2 separate regions of the Drosophila melanogaster genome follow, and region 1 is linked to region 2. A link is a contact called in public Hi-C data. All regions are on one chromosome and are shown on one strand. Each heading gives the region's core, a stretch centred on a gene start, on an enhancer-like site or on the middle of the called end of the contact. The rest is flanking DNA. Distances are from core to core; before and after follow the strand shown. Region 1 holds the start of ssp (sunspot). Region 2 holds the start of viaf (viral IAP-associated factor).

Evidence for each region. Hi-C and Micro-C count contacts between places; a contact is called where the count stands out from the background.
Region 1: a contact with region 2 is called in a Hi-C map of the Kc167 cell line, with 4 times the contacts expected there. The contact joins the promoter of ssp here to the promoter of viaf in region 2. A contact is called at or near these places in 22 of 107 Hi-C or Micro-C datasets (the Clone 8 cell line, the D17-c3 cell line, the Kc167 cell line and 9 more) and 3 of 6 datasets of contacts at active chromatin or transcription factors (all in the Kc167 cell line).

What each region holds. Positions count from the first base shown.
Region 1 is chr3L:12,113,085-12,120,077 of dm6, forward strand. ssp (sunspot) reads left to right here and starts at 5,173. Exons shown (of 3, transcript NM_140289.3): 1 at 5,173-5,542; 2 at 5,604-5,827; 3 at 5,888-6,705. The coding sequence starts at 5,231. The coding sequence ends at 6,458. It overlaps vers (versatile), which reads left to right and starts at 3,017. Exons shown (of 4, transcript NM_140288.3): 1 at 3,017-3,375; 2 at 3,680-4,086; 3 at 4,160-4,287; 4 at 4,353-4,971. The coding sequence starts at 3,148. The coding sequence ends at 4,765. It overlaps CG11560, which reads left to right and starts at 6,935. Exons shown (of 2, transcript NM_140290.3): 1 at 6,935-6,993.
Region 2 is chr3L:11,988,020-11,994,990 of dm6, forward strand. It overlaps viaf (viral IAP-associated factor), which reads right to left and starts at 5,160. Exons shown (of 2, transcript NM_079308.2): 1 at 5,020-5,160; 2 at 3,834-4,850. The coding sequence starts at 5,025. The coding sequence ends at 4,134. CG6931 reads left to right here and starts at 2,717. Exons shown (of 4, transcript NM_140279.3): 1 at 2,717-2,836; 2 at 2,898-3,065; 3 at 3,123-3,391; 4 at 3,464-3,981. The coding sequence starts at 2,764. The coding sequence ends at 3,826. Grip163 reads right to left here. Exons shown (of 5, transcript NM_140280.3): 4 at 6,046-6,971; 5 at 5,255-5,983. The coding sequence ends at 5,734. CG6938 reads left to right here. Exons shown (of 13, transcript NM_140278.3): 6 at 1-246; 7 at 303-520; 8 at 579-743; 9 at 812-1,165; 10 at 1,228-1,327; 11 at 1,394-1,790; 12 at 1,847-1,937; 13 at 1,999-2,486. The coding sequence ends at 2,325.

The DNA.
Region 1 (6,993 bases), core at 3,923-6,422, 130 kb after region 2:
AAAAAAATGTTTGTAAAAAAAATGTGAAGGAAATGGTATAAAGTTAAAAATTATAGAAACACAGCATTTAGAACATGTTGAAGCCTAATATTGAGATATGATATATCTACAATAAAATACATACTAAATTAACATTAAAATAATGAAACTTAACTTATATGTATTATTCATTTCCCTATTCTATTCAATATATGTTTGATTATATTTTCTGTGCATGGATGCCACTCTTGGTCGCCGACAGAGCTGTTACCATGATCTGCAGTCGATTTAAAGATGCAAAATGCAATAATATAATGCAATCCAGCAAATTGTGGATACACCCATACCACCCTGCCATCCTGCTGATCTGAAAACCAGTTGGAAACACTCACAGAACAACGGACCGACATCGACCCACGTCAAGGAAAGGGACATGGCCAACATAAATGCGATTCGAGAGATACACACTGCGATCGCTGGGGATCCCAAAGGCTGTGGGGATATGTGGATATGTGGGGATACGTGGATTTGTGCCGTCTGTCACTTCTGACTGAATGGATGCGCGTCGAGTGCGCCGAGCCCATGACAACATGCAATCAAGCGCCAGCAGGCATATCCAACGGATTCGGATTGGGCTAAGGCATCAGAACACTCAAAAAAATAAATATAAATTAGTAAAAGATGTATTCTATGACATTTATGAGAAAGAAGGTCTTGAACATAACTCAATTGGGTCATAATTCCATAAGAAATGTGTTAAGCAAAAATAAAGTTTTGTTTTTTAGCTCTTAACGTATCAAGTAGTTTGATCCTAAACTATATTATTACCTATGTATTTTTTTATTATCTTTCTTATTCCCTTGGATTATATGTACATGCTAAAATTAACATTCATTTGCATTGAAAATGAATAAAATGAATTTCAGAACCTTTTCCGTTCGTTTAGATGATCGCATGAATCCTCATTTCATTTAATTGTCTTTTTCTGCCCATCAATTGCTAGCAACAAAGCGCGTAGGCCAGCAACAACGACCATCGACCAACTGGCAACATGCGGCATGCTGCATGGAGCATGCAGCATGCAACAGACAACGGACAACATTCAACAATGCGACATTGCACGGGCCTTAACTTAAATTATGCGCCAAACAAATAAGGTTTCGCCCAGTCTCAACTTCGGAGCCCGTCTCATAATGATGCCATGGGGCCATCGGCAAGTTGTTAATGTTCATGCACTGAAAGTATATATTTAATATTAAAACGAAAACTATATGCTAGCATTTAAAAATTGTTCAATTTTATGCAAACTTATTGCCTTACTACTAAATATTCAAAGCTTATATTGCTTGAAATGTTTTTTTAGTTTATTGATTGGATTTTTTTTGAGTGTGGAACAGTGGCTGTGTAATGTCGCCAGTTGCACAAAGTCATGGCCACAGTTGTCGGGCTTTTTCCTCCAAATGCGATGGGGTTGCCGAGCGGATGGCAAAAAAGAAACAATGTCAGCAACCGCAAGAAACAATTAAGTTGGCTCGACACAATGAGGAAAGCTACGATCAACAAGACAGTTGGATCACCGACTTTATGTGCTGCTGCCTGAATTGGACTGGGATTGGGATCGGGATCGGTACTAGAATAGAGTGGAATGGATCGGTATGGTATGGTATGGTATGGAGTGGAGTGGAGTAGAGTGGAGGGAGCCGTGGCATCATAATTGCAGTCCCAGTTGCAGATTTCCTATTTCCTATGAAAAAAATTTTTACACATTTCCAGATCGTAAAATTAAGAGTTTTGCATTAATGCGATATATAAAGATGCTTAACATATATGATACTTATTATAACTATATCGGCTAAGATATTTAACTTCTTCAAGTAAATGAAATTGTTCTACCTTTAAAGTGCATTCAATATAGCCCTGATATTCCTTCTTATCTGGGCCATCTAACAGCTGCTGCTGCTGCGGCACGAGCCAAAAGTCATTAAAAAATAAAAAGACTTCTCGATGGCAGAGAGCAGCTTTTTCGATTAAGTGACAGGTTAAATGCTAAACCATAAGTTTTGGCCACAAGCAGCTGGCAATCACCGAGCACGAGCCACAAACTTTTGCAGCCGGCCGAAATGCAGGAGCCAGGAGACTACACTGAGAATTACAAATTAAATGGAGCAGTTTTCAATGTATTAATCTGTGAAACAATGTCTGAATTTTTTCCCAAATGAATTGTATTGTTTTAAAGAATGTAACATATTAATATATGGACAGACTGATATTGTAACCCTATTGTTGGCCGGATTTGTTCACTTTTTCTCCATGTGAGAACGGCAAGAGTCGGAAGACAAGAGAATCATTCGAAACCGGTTGCAAGTCTCCCACAGGCACCTTCTGTCTGATGCGACGACGTGCGTCGGTCCAACTATAACCATTAGTCGCAATCTTTGGGCAATTGTCGCTGATTGCCGTCGTCCGTTGTGCCTTGTGCTTTTTCCAGATACAGATGCAGATGCAGATGCTGTTCGCAGATGCAGATACATTTGCTGCGGCAAATGCCTGCTGACCCATCTTGATTAGCTAAAAGTGCGTGCGAAATCCACATAGAATGACATCTGTGGTAATTGTCCTTACATCAATTCATTTCAATTAAATGATCTTTATTGTATTAGGAGGCAGTGCCTAACAAATATAAATGCTAAAGCAAATGAAATGCACTTCATTTGAATTGGTAAAGTAAATAAAATAATTGATGCAAGAAAATATGTATTGAAGAGAGATATTTTTGTTGGAACACTTAGTTTTATTATTGAGCTATAAGCCAAACAAGAGGACTTTGATACATTTAACTTAAATCGCGTTTGATTTACTGATAACGTTTACTTTAACAATATCCAAATTACGAACATTTGAAGTCTTAACTAATAAAAACTTTTAAATTGCCCGCCATTTTAACCAGGGCTGCGTATTAATGTTAAATTATCGATAAGCCAAACCAATAAACAGTGTTCAAAAACTTCACTAACTGCAACAATCGATATTACTGCACATCTATCGACTCTTGTTGCATCTCTAGGACAACAGGAACAGGAATTACAAAAGATATTTTTCCACCAATTATCAAAATAAAAACACAACAATTCACGCTATCTAGCGCTGGACACAAAAGACCGCAACGTAATGCCGTCCAGAAATATTGACGATGCCGCCGGCGCCAAGGAGGTTCACCGAAGTACAAGGAATTCACTGATCGGCCCGAAGAGCAAGCGAATCGCCCTAAACAGTCGCAATCGCAGTCTTGCTGCCGCCGAAAAGAAAACTCAGTCGCAGCTGTCATTCCCGCCAAAATCGGAGTACGAGAAGTTCTACGAGACCGTCTTCCTGGCGGAGGATTTGCAGCCGGAGGAAGTGAGTCCATCGCCCCACATGGGTTGTTGGGGTACTTACCCGGTTTTACCGAGTACAGCCACACACCAAATATCTTGTTTACCTATCCCACATGGGTGGCAATAGACCTGTTTACCTTTTCATAATGTGTTTTGGCACTACAAAGCGAGATTCGTTAAAACATGTGATAGGATATCAAATTTGACCTAATTTCTGTATGAAAGTCCACTTCAGTTACATAGTCCAACATGGACCACTAGCGAACATACTAAAATTCTAATTAATCACTCAGTAACCATGCTTCTAAACCAACTAACTCTTCTAGAATATAACACCAGAACGTCGTAAGCCAGGACCGCGCATGAAGAGCTCACTCCAAGCCCTGTTGAGCGATGAAGGATCACCGACGGGACCACAGCGAACCGCCAAGATAAACGTTGCACAGAAAATGGTCGTTGAGCCAGCGATCCGAGCCAATGGCATCTCGCCATTGCCCAAGAATGTTGGCAAGGAGGAAAAGTTTGAGGACTACTATACGAAAACGGAGCGACACGTTTGGAAAAAGGATGCGGAGAAGATGTTGCTGCAACTGTGGGCACAGCATTTGAAGGATTTTCGTGGAGAGTCCAAGAATGTGATCATCTACCGGCAAATGGCTAGGGAGATGAGTCAGTTTGGGCCCAGCCACACGGAGCTTAAAACCAAAATGGACAATTTGTCGCGAAAGTATAGGTGCGCTCTTATATTTTGCATACCAAAAGTTTTTATTTTTATAGTATATTAACTTTTATATTGGTATTTACAGAATAGAAGCTGAGAGAGTTCGGGAAACTGGAGTGCCATCCAAGTGGGAGCACTTTCATAAGCTTCAAGCACTTCTGATTGGCACGAAATCAGTTGATGTCTTCGAAGATATTACCGCCGAAAATCCAGGTAAAGTCGTAGTGCAATAAATGCTAGTTATGTCATTATGTCTTAAAAATACGCTAATTTTACAGCTCAAGCTTTGTTCAGCGATGAGGATTATGAGCCTGAGGAATTGTCTTCATTAAAAGACGAGCCTATGGCCGGGGACGATGGGAACGTATTCGAAAGTGATATGGTTGCTAGCAAAGCCATGAAAAGAACGCGAACTCCCTCTCCCAGTATTCCGGAAATCCCGGAAGAAGACGAGGAGGAGGAGGAGGAGGAGGAGGATGATGACCACATGAAGGATCTCTCCCCATCGCCAATTTCAAAATGTCAGACAAAACGGAAAGCATCGAACAACCATTCGGACAGACTCCTTGAAATAGAGGAGGAAAAACTGGCGATCGAGCGAGAAAAGCTGCAGGTTATGAAGGATGCACTGCTGGAGCTAAACGCATTTCACAAAGATATTGTTTATTTGCTTAAGCATAACAATCAGTAGTGTAAATATTAAGTGTTATACGTAGAAGTAGCGTGGTGTTACTTTTTCAGCAAAATATACAACTAAAACAGTGAATATTTAATGTAATATTGCTTCAACTTCAAATTAATCTAAATATATATATATATATTGTAAAAAGCTAGATTTTGCATTGTTATGATCTTACAAATTAGTTTCTTAAGTAAAAATAAATGCAATGAAATTATATTTTACTTTTTTTAGCAAAACTTTAATTACTTACTTTACTTTAATATTATAAATTTGTTTTAAATCGTATTTGTTACATTTAGTTTCTCAATTCGTAAAATGTTTTTTTATTTGTATTTTAGATATAATTTAAATCGATATCATAGAACTATCGATAGATATATGAAGCCAATACCGACCATTTCTAGAAAAATCGATATCGAGCTGCTGCCCATCTCTAGGCACATTTTGTTTATACTTTTCGAGCGTAAGGACGACATGATTGAGGCCCGCACGATGCAGGACGTATCAAAATTCGAATCCAACCAGGTGATCTCGGCGAAGGTGCTCCGCGGCGAGTACCGGCTACTACGACGCAAGCAGCGCGGCTCCGTGTGGAAGGTGTATCGGGAAATCGTGCGCACCGATGGTGCCATAATCAATGGACTCTACTTCTGCACGGGCTGCAAGCGCGTCATGCGATCCTTCAACACGTCCAATCTGCGCACCCACAAGTGCCATGTGGACTACCTGCGTACCGAGGAACTGTGCGAGGAGGGGATCGCGGAAATCCATCCCCCTAAACTAGACGTACGTACAACGACGCCATTAGAAGTCAATAGTAGTCCAAATTACCATGTCTCACTTGCAGGATTCGTTGGAGCGCCGCCTGAGCTGGAACTCCTTTCAGCCGTCCGAGTGGTCATTCCACGCGGTCGAACTGCTGCTCGAGCTTTGGGCAAGGCACTGCGTCGATTTGCGAGACTCACGCAAGCGGGTCCAGGTTATCTGGAAAATGACGGGCGAGATGAAGTCACTGGGTTTCACGTTCACGGAGATAAAGAACAAAATTGATGACATGGGCCAACAGTATCGGTAATAAGTGAATATACTTATTTAAGCATATTCCTTATCTAATATTACAATTTATTTCAGGCGAGAATCGCACATGGAAAAGACAACTGGACACAAATCCCAGTGGGAATACTTCGAGACCATGAAGATGATATTTAGTTCCGATCGTAACATAATTGACAATATGCCTCTGGATAAGTCTGGAAGTGCACCCAATACGACCAGCGAACACAATTCATTTGGCAGTCAACTTGACGAACCATTGATAGATAGGAACTACTTAAGGTCCCAAAAAGTACACCCTGGAGAAGGGGATAGCTTCGATATGAACGAATATGCGGATGAAGCACAAGAAGACGTGGATGAACTGCGTATTCTGAAGGATAACATAATCAGGGAAATCGAAGAGTCGTCCACAGTTCATTCCCAGGAAAACTATGAAGACGAGCTCGATCAACAGAATTCCAAGACCGAGGACATGAAAATTGCTAAGCGTCAAAGAGCTGCCAGAATTATGGAAATAGAGGAGGAAAAGCTGGTCATAGAGAGGAAAAAATGCAAACTGATGAAATTTTTCGTGCGAGAGATGTCGTCGTTTCATAAGGACTTCATGGATCTTCTATCTAATCCCAAAGGCGGCGCACATGCATAAATACCTGTTCGCGATTTGAGTGATTGCACAATAAAGTTCATTTCCACCGTTATTAACGTAAACTTAAAAGGCATCACATTCAACGAATTTTTAAAAAAATCATGTAACAGAAAGTTTAAATATCTCATTTCGGCAGTCACTCAATTTTTTATTTCAAATACGAATAAGTATAAAATGATTTGTGATTCATTGCGTTTTATTACAATTCAGCAGATATGTTTAAGATTTAATAAAATGAAGTCGTAATATCTTCGCCGTTTATATAATTTATTTATATATAAACCATGTATATCTGAAATTTGAAACGAAAAGTAGTGAAATAACTATTAATTTGATTGGTTTTAGAATATTTGTTGTAGATGACATTATATGTATTTTATTTTTTTAATTGTGTGGTTAATATTTTTTCTTTTCCTATTAAATTAAATTCGATACATGGTATTACATAGAATGTCGATATCGATTGTAATCGAACATCGCAACCAACTCACCGGTGATGCCACCTGGTTCGGAGCTCTGTGTTTTTAATTTTTTT
Region 2 (6,971 bases), core at 3,910-6,409:
TCGTGTATCCGGCCGTGGTGGGCACGCTCTGTTTCATTTACGGACTTGCCACTCTGGAGTCGGAGGACAATACGCCCAGCAAGGAGATCTGCAATGAATATGGCACGGGGAACATTACTTTGTGTCCACTTTGCGATAAGGCCTGCAGCTACCAACGACTCTCGGAATCGTGCCTCTTTTCGCGACTCACCTATCTCTTTGACAATCCCTCGACGGTGTTCTTCGCCATCTTCATGTCCTTCTGGGGTAGGTCCCATGAAATTCGTGCAAAATTTTTTATTTTTATTTGTATCTTTTGTTAGCCACCACATTCCTGGAGCTCTGGAAACGCAAACAATCGGTTCTTGTCTGGGAGTGGGACTTGCACAACGTCGATATGGACGAGGAGAACCGTCCGGAATTTGAAACGAATGCCACCACATTTCGCATGAATCCTGTCACGCGGGAAAAGGAACCCTATATGTCCACCTGGAACAGGTCCATACGATTTGTAATCACCGGTAGTGCAGTGCTTTTTATGGTGAGTTATTCAAAGTAATATTTCATTTTACAATTATTGAGCTTCAAACTATTCGTAGATCTCCGTGGTCCTCTCTGCCGTGCTGGGCACCATTCTTTATCGCATAACCCTGGTGTCTGTCATTTATGGAGGAGGCGGATTCTTTGTTAAGGAGCATGCCAAACTTTTCACCAGTGTCACGGCTGCCTTAATCAATTTGGTGGTCATTATGATACTAACACGAGTAGGGCTACATTTTCGAATTGTACAATACATATTAAGACTTGGATATAAACCACATTTACTTTCCAGATCTACCACCGCATGGCCATTAAGCTGACCAACCTGGAGAATCCACGCACTCACACGGAATACGAGGACTCCTATACTTTCAAGATATTCTTCTTCGAGTTCATGAACTTCTACTCCTCGCTCATCTACATTGCATTCTTCAAGGGGCGGTTCTTTGATTATCCTGGAGATGATCAAGCCCGCAAAAGTGAGTTCTTCCGGCTGAAGAATGATATCTGCGATCCGGCGGGTTGCTTATCCGAACTGTGCATCCAATTGGCCATCATTATGGTCGGCAAACAGTGCTGGAACAACTTCATGGAGTACCTTTTCCCCAAATTTTGGAACTGGTGGCGTCAACGGAAGCATAAACAGGTGGGTAGTGCAATCAAAGATTGAAATACATTGAAACTCATGTTGATCATAATCCATTTCAGGCCACCAAGGATGAGTCGCATTTGCATATGGCCTGGGAGCAGGACTATCACATGCAGGACCCCGGGCGTCTGGCCCTGTTCGATGAGTATCTGGAAATGAGTGAGTACCTTATGATCTTATCTTTTAATCTGATATTTATATACATATAATTGTTAAACTCACCAGTTCTTCAATATGGCTTTGTTACTTTGTTCGTGGCTGCATTTCCACTGGCACCGCTCTTTGCTCTACTGAACAACGTGGCCGAGATCCGTTTGGATGCCTACAAGATGGTCACTCAGGCCAGACGTCCTTTGGCGGAGCGGGTTGAAGACATTGGAGCTTGGTACGGTATCCTTCGGATCATCACGTACACGGCCGTCGTTTCGAACGCCTTTGTGATTGCATACACAAGTGATTTTATACCACGAATGGTGTACAAGTTTGTTTATTCCGAAACCCATACATTGGCTGGCTACATTGAGCACTCGCTGTCCATCTTCAATACCTCGGATTACAAGGAGGAGTGGGGTGCATCGGTCAGCGAAAAAGATCCCGACACCTGCCAATATCGTGGCTATAGGTATGTTTCTACAACACCACTTTTAATTGTGCACCACTTCATTTGTATCCATTTAGAAATGGCCCCAAGGATTACGAACCCTATGGACTGAGTCCCCATTACTGGCATGTCTTTGCTGCCCGCTTGGCTTTTGTGGTGGTTTTCGAGGTGGGTCTTATAAATACCAGTTCTATAACGATAATGAACTCAAATAATCTTGAATTTCCAGCACGTTGTGTTTGTGATAACTGGCATCATGCAGTTCATCATTCCGGACGTTCCATCCGAGGTGAAGACCCAAATGCAGCGGGAGCAGCTGCTGGCCAAGGAGGCCAAGTACCAGCACGGCATCAAGCGTGCTCAGGGCGACAGCCAGGACATTATGAGCCTGTTCCGGGACACCAGCAACAGGGCGTCGATAGCCGGAAGCACGGTGACGACCCGAGGGAGTTGGGCACGCCGTTTCAGTCGGCTGAGCGATGGACTGGACGCCCATGTGGAGGTGGCCGCCCGTCCACGACGGTCTGTGGAATCCACGGTTTGGGAGGTTTCCTGACACGAGGAGGAGGCCGAGAGTGAGGCCCAGGATCAGAGCAAAAGATGAGGCGGCAGCAGCAGATTGTCCTCATTCAAATACCAATAACAAATACCATTCAATACCACTCGTCTCCTTTAACCAATTCATGTAATCATGTTATTTTATGTGTAATTGTCGTTAAAGCTCCACAGTTTATAGTTGTTGGTTTATCGCAAATATAAGTAATGTAAATAAATTATTTTCGATGTTGTCTGAAAATTGAATTTGATTTTTTTTTCATAAGCTTTGCTCACTTATTTACCTAACTTTGAAGTCGATGGCATCAACAATCCGCACCGTTGCCACAACAACCAATTCGATGTGACTTTGTTTATACCGTGACAGCTAGTCTATACATGTGGAAAACAGTCTGACGTATAAATTTAACAGAATTTATTCTGAGGCATAAATTATTTGATGATGAACAAGAAGCTCTCGCCAGAGGATGCATTTTATGAAAATTTGACCCTCGGTCTGATAAGGACGCTATGTGAGTATGAAACCAACAAAAGATTGAAGTCCTGTAAGAGTGGATCCTCTCAAACATGCAGCCAATGTGCCAAGGGTATGTAATGTGACGTTGGAGCGACGACAACCTCTGAATGCCTGCCAGTTGGTGAATTGGGAGCAGAGGCACTGCGTCTACCTCCCGGAAGATATGAAGAAGTTCTACCTATCTTCTGATGGCTTTATCTTAAACTGGAGCTACCAATATGCTCGTGAGTGGGGTCGTCTCCGTAGTTTTCTGGTTCCTTTATATATCGCTTTGATTCCAGCCAACGATATTAGGCGCGTGGGTCACATTCACTTTCCGCACTTGCTGCAAGTGACCCTTTTGCGGGAGAACATAGAAACCACATCGAGCCACTCCAGCAATTCGACGGCTGTGCCCAATAGCAACTCGGATGTTGTGGGAGCAGCCGGGAGCTCTCAATCCCTTCCAGCACCTATTGCCACCGGAAAAGACAAGTGGGGCAATGCCACGCCTATTATAACGGCCAAATCGAAAATATTTGAGATCAACAACGTAAACGAGGTGGCCAAGGTGTGTACTTAATCGAAGTAGTTCAGACGCAAGAGAAGGCTGATGATTAATTCCAAAATACTCCTCTGATAGGTGTGTATGCTGTACGAATCTACCAGTTCCAACAATCCCAAGTTCTATCTGCTAGAGCTGAGCACCCTGAGCTGGCAGTTTTTGGCGGACACCTTTAGTGAATACCTTCGGATGGCCATCGCGCACTTGGGACTGCCGTACTGGGAGCTGTGCTTCTCCACCTGTGGCCTGCCCTCTTGGACAGAGCAGCTGTTTCTTTTGCTAGCACCTCATCTTCTCGAGGAGCACGAGCCACGACGTGGACGAGTACTGAATCCCGCTTGCGAGCATCCGTACAATATCATTGATCCGAACATTTTTCGGGGTAAACCAAAAAGCGTGGCAAAAGCAACGGCTACCAGCACCAAACAAAATCATAAATAGTGACTTTCTGTAGAAAAGTAAACAATTTATTTATGAGGGTACATAAATGCCAAAAAACAATGAAATGAAAACGTGCAAGGGAAATTCCTGAGGACTGGTTAATATATAAATCAATAACGTTCGCTCTCAACGGCGGATGTTTACGTTTCAAACTGCGTTTAAATGTTTGATTTGTTAGTTAAGTGAATCCGCAAAAAAAGATCCGCTTGCCGGTTTTGGATTGGGCTTTACTTGATGATTCATCCTAAAAATATTTACCCACCCCACTGAACTTAAAGTTGGATGAGGGCTATGCTTTGGCTATGACTCAGTAGAAGTCCGAGCTTTTGTCTTCGAGATCGGCAAGCATCTTGTCCCTGATCTGCGGCCGTGGATCCTCCGTGATCTCGGTGGGCACTGCTCCCGCCTGACCCAGCATAAACTCCAGCTCCTCAGCGGTCAACTTGTCGCCGCGCAGCTCCAGTGGGCCTATGTACTGCTTGCGCAGCGCACCCTCGTGGTAGATAAAGATGGTGGGCAGGTTCTTCTCGGGGAAGTTTGGTATGCAGGTGGTGGCAACGGAGCGCACGAACTTGGTCTGTGGAAAGCGGACGGCCAGCTGCTGCATGTGATGGTGGATCAGTGCGCACAGCGGTACGCCGTTGGCATACAGGTGGAGTACCACCCAGATGCCCTCGCCGGCCTTGGTTACCTCGTTGACATAATCCTGTCCTGAGATCTCGCGCACTGATCCAAATCGCGCCTTTTCAGCGGTGGCCCTCATCTCGGCGATGCGTCGCTGGCGATACTGCTCTAGAACAGCCTCGTCCTCGGAATCCTCCAGTTCGTCGAGTTCGTCCAGCGACATGTCGTCGATCTTCTTGTCGCGCTGGCCTTCATTCAGTGGCAGATCTGTGCGCCGCTGGATGGCATCGTCCATCAGCTTCTGGATCTGATCCTCTGTGATCTCCGCCTCCTTCGCCTTGGGCCCAATTATTCCCTTGGCTCGGAGCACATCATTCCACTCGGTATCTTCGTTTGGGTCCTATGGACAACAAGGCCACGTGAGTTTCATTTCATTCATGATTTTCAATACCAAATATGGGGTTTATTTTTGGATGCACCAAAACACACCCACCATTACCATTTATCGAAATGGAAAAACCTTATTGTTCGGATAATAAATATAATTTGCTTATAACAGTCCATCTTACCTGCATGTTTTTTGATTATAGTTCGATGAAATAAATTACTTAAAAATATAAAATTCTTGATCGCGTGCAGCGCTTTTATAAACTAAAAATAAAACTGAATTATTCTACACGAAGTGACTCATGACCAGGGATGGAGCGAATACCGATACATCGTACGCGCACAGTCACTTAGAGATGATAGGGAAGCGATACCTTACATACGTTTGAATTAAATATTAAATATTAAATATTAAATATGGTAAGACATACATAAATAAGCACATTTATTTATAAATTCGAATCAACAGTTTCAAGAAATCATGTCGACATTGGTTTCATTACAATATTTAATACGTACATTCTACTTTAGAGACAATTGTCTCTTTTAAAAGTTTTTCTTAAATATTAAACAGAAATCTATTAATGATATGGATAAATATTCAAAACAGTTTTTTCGGCATTTAATACGAGTTCAATTAAAACACTATTAGATGTTACTAATTAAATTATTTTCTTTTAATTTGAGCCGGTTATTTGAAAATTAATATTAACTTACAACACAACAAAACTGTTAACCGAAACTAAAGAAATAGTACTAAGAAATAAATGCCTTTAAAGCTGATTTTCTTCACCGAAGCTTTACATTTAGGAGACGCCATGCATGCATAAATATTTTTTAAAATGTTCTAAGCTCAGCTTAATGGCAAGATAAATTCCCTATCTAACAATTATTGGCTAGCACTTTTTGTCCTCCATTGAGGAACCAGTATGGTTCCCAGATACCTTGTAATAGTGGTTAAAGTTAATAATACAAATCAGGTCACCGATTTCCTCCTGGTAACCAGAAGCGGCCGCCTTGTTGCCCAAATAGATGAGATACTGCAAGAATTTCTCGAACTCAGCCTCTTCCTGCTGCAGACGTTTGAAGCGGGGGTGCACAAAGTAATTATCTTGATCCACAATAAAGGACTGCGACTGAATGACTCTGAAAAACATTTAAATTAAAGAATAAAATGAATCAGCAGACTATTTAAGACGTAAACTCACTTGCAAAAGCGTAGTATAATCACTAGGATATTATCAATGGTTTCCTTTACTTTCGCACTGCGTCGATTTAGCAGTGCTAGGAAGGCTACCCGCTTTAAGTAGGCAACATGCTGCTTGTACAACGCCTCAATGGAATCGGCTGTGCACAACTCCTCCTTGAAGCTCTTCCAGGTGGACAACAGGGCCTTGGCCACCAGATGCGTTTGAAACGAGGTCATGAAGTGCGACATCTTGTGGCGCATCATCTGCATGTGTCGGAAATGAGTACATGTCCGAAGTTCCGGTCCCAGAAGCTTGCCCATTTGCTGCAGATACTCGTAGGTTCCATCCAGCACGAAACTAACGTGACGAAGCTTCAGCAGATACCCGAAGATCTGGCCATATTTTGAAATCGTCTCCGAGCTGATCACCATGTTTAAAGGCCAATCAATCTTGCAGTTCAGCTTTAGCATAGAAGTGGCTTCCACGGACAGGAAGTTGAGCGTATCCGGGATGGTGGTACAATTGAGGGTAAGGTTCTCCGATACCGTCGTTTCATCCGCCGAACAAGCCGCCAGCGCATTGGTTAAAATGGTGTCAAGGATGCCCTTCTGGCTGAGACTTCGTGGCCCAACGCCCGCCCTTATTCTTCCTAGAATTTCGTTCGTGAGTGTAGCTCCAAATTGACCGTCCACCAGGAAAAAGTAGTTTCTGAGCTTGCGGAAATGCTCGTAGATACGCTGCTCCTGGAATATTCTCAGCACTTCATTTCGGAGCAGTCCGTAGTATGCGTTAAGGGGCGCCATTACGGAGAGCTGCAGGCAGCGGCGGGCCATAAACGGATTGCAAGCCTCGGGCAAAGTGCTAACTTTATCTCTGTCCTGTTCCGTCTCCCTTTCATCTTTCATTCCAAAATCCAGTTTCGGCAATAAGCTAGTTGGTTTAGC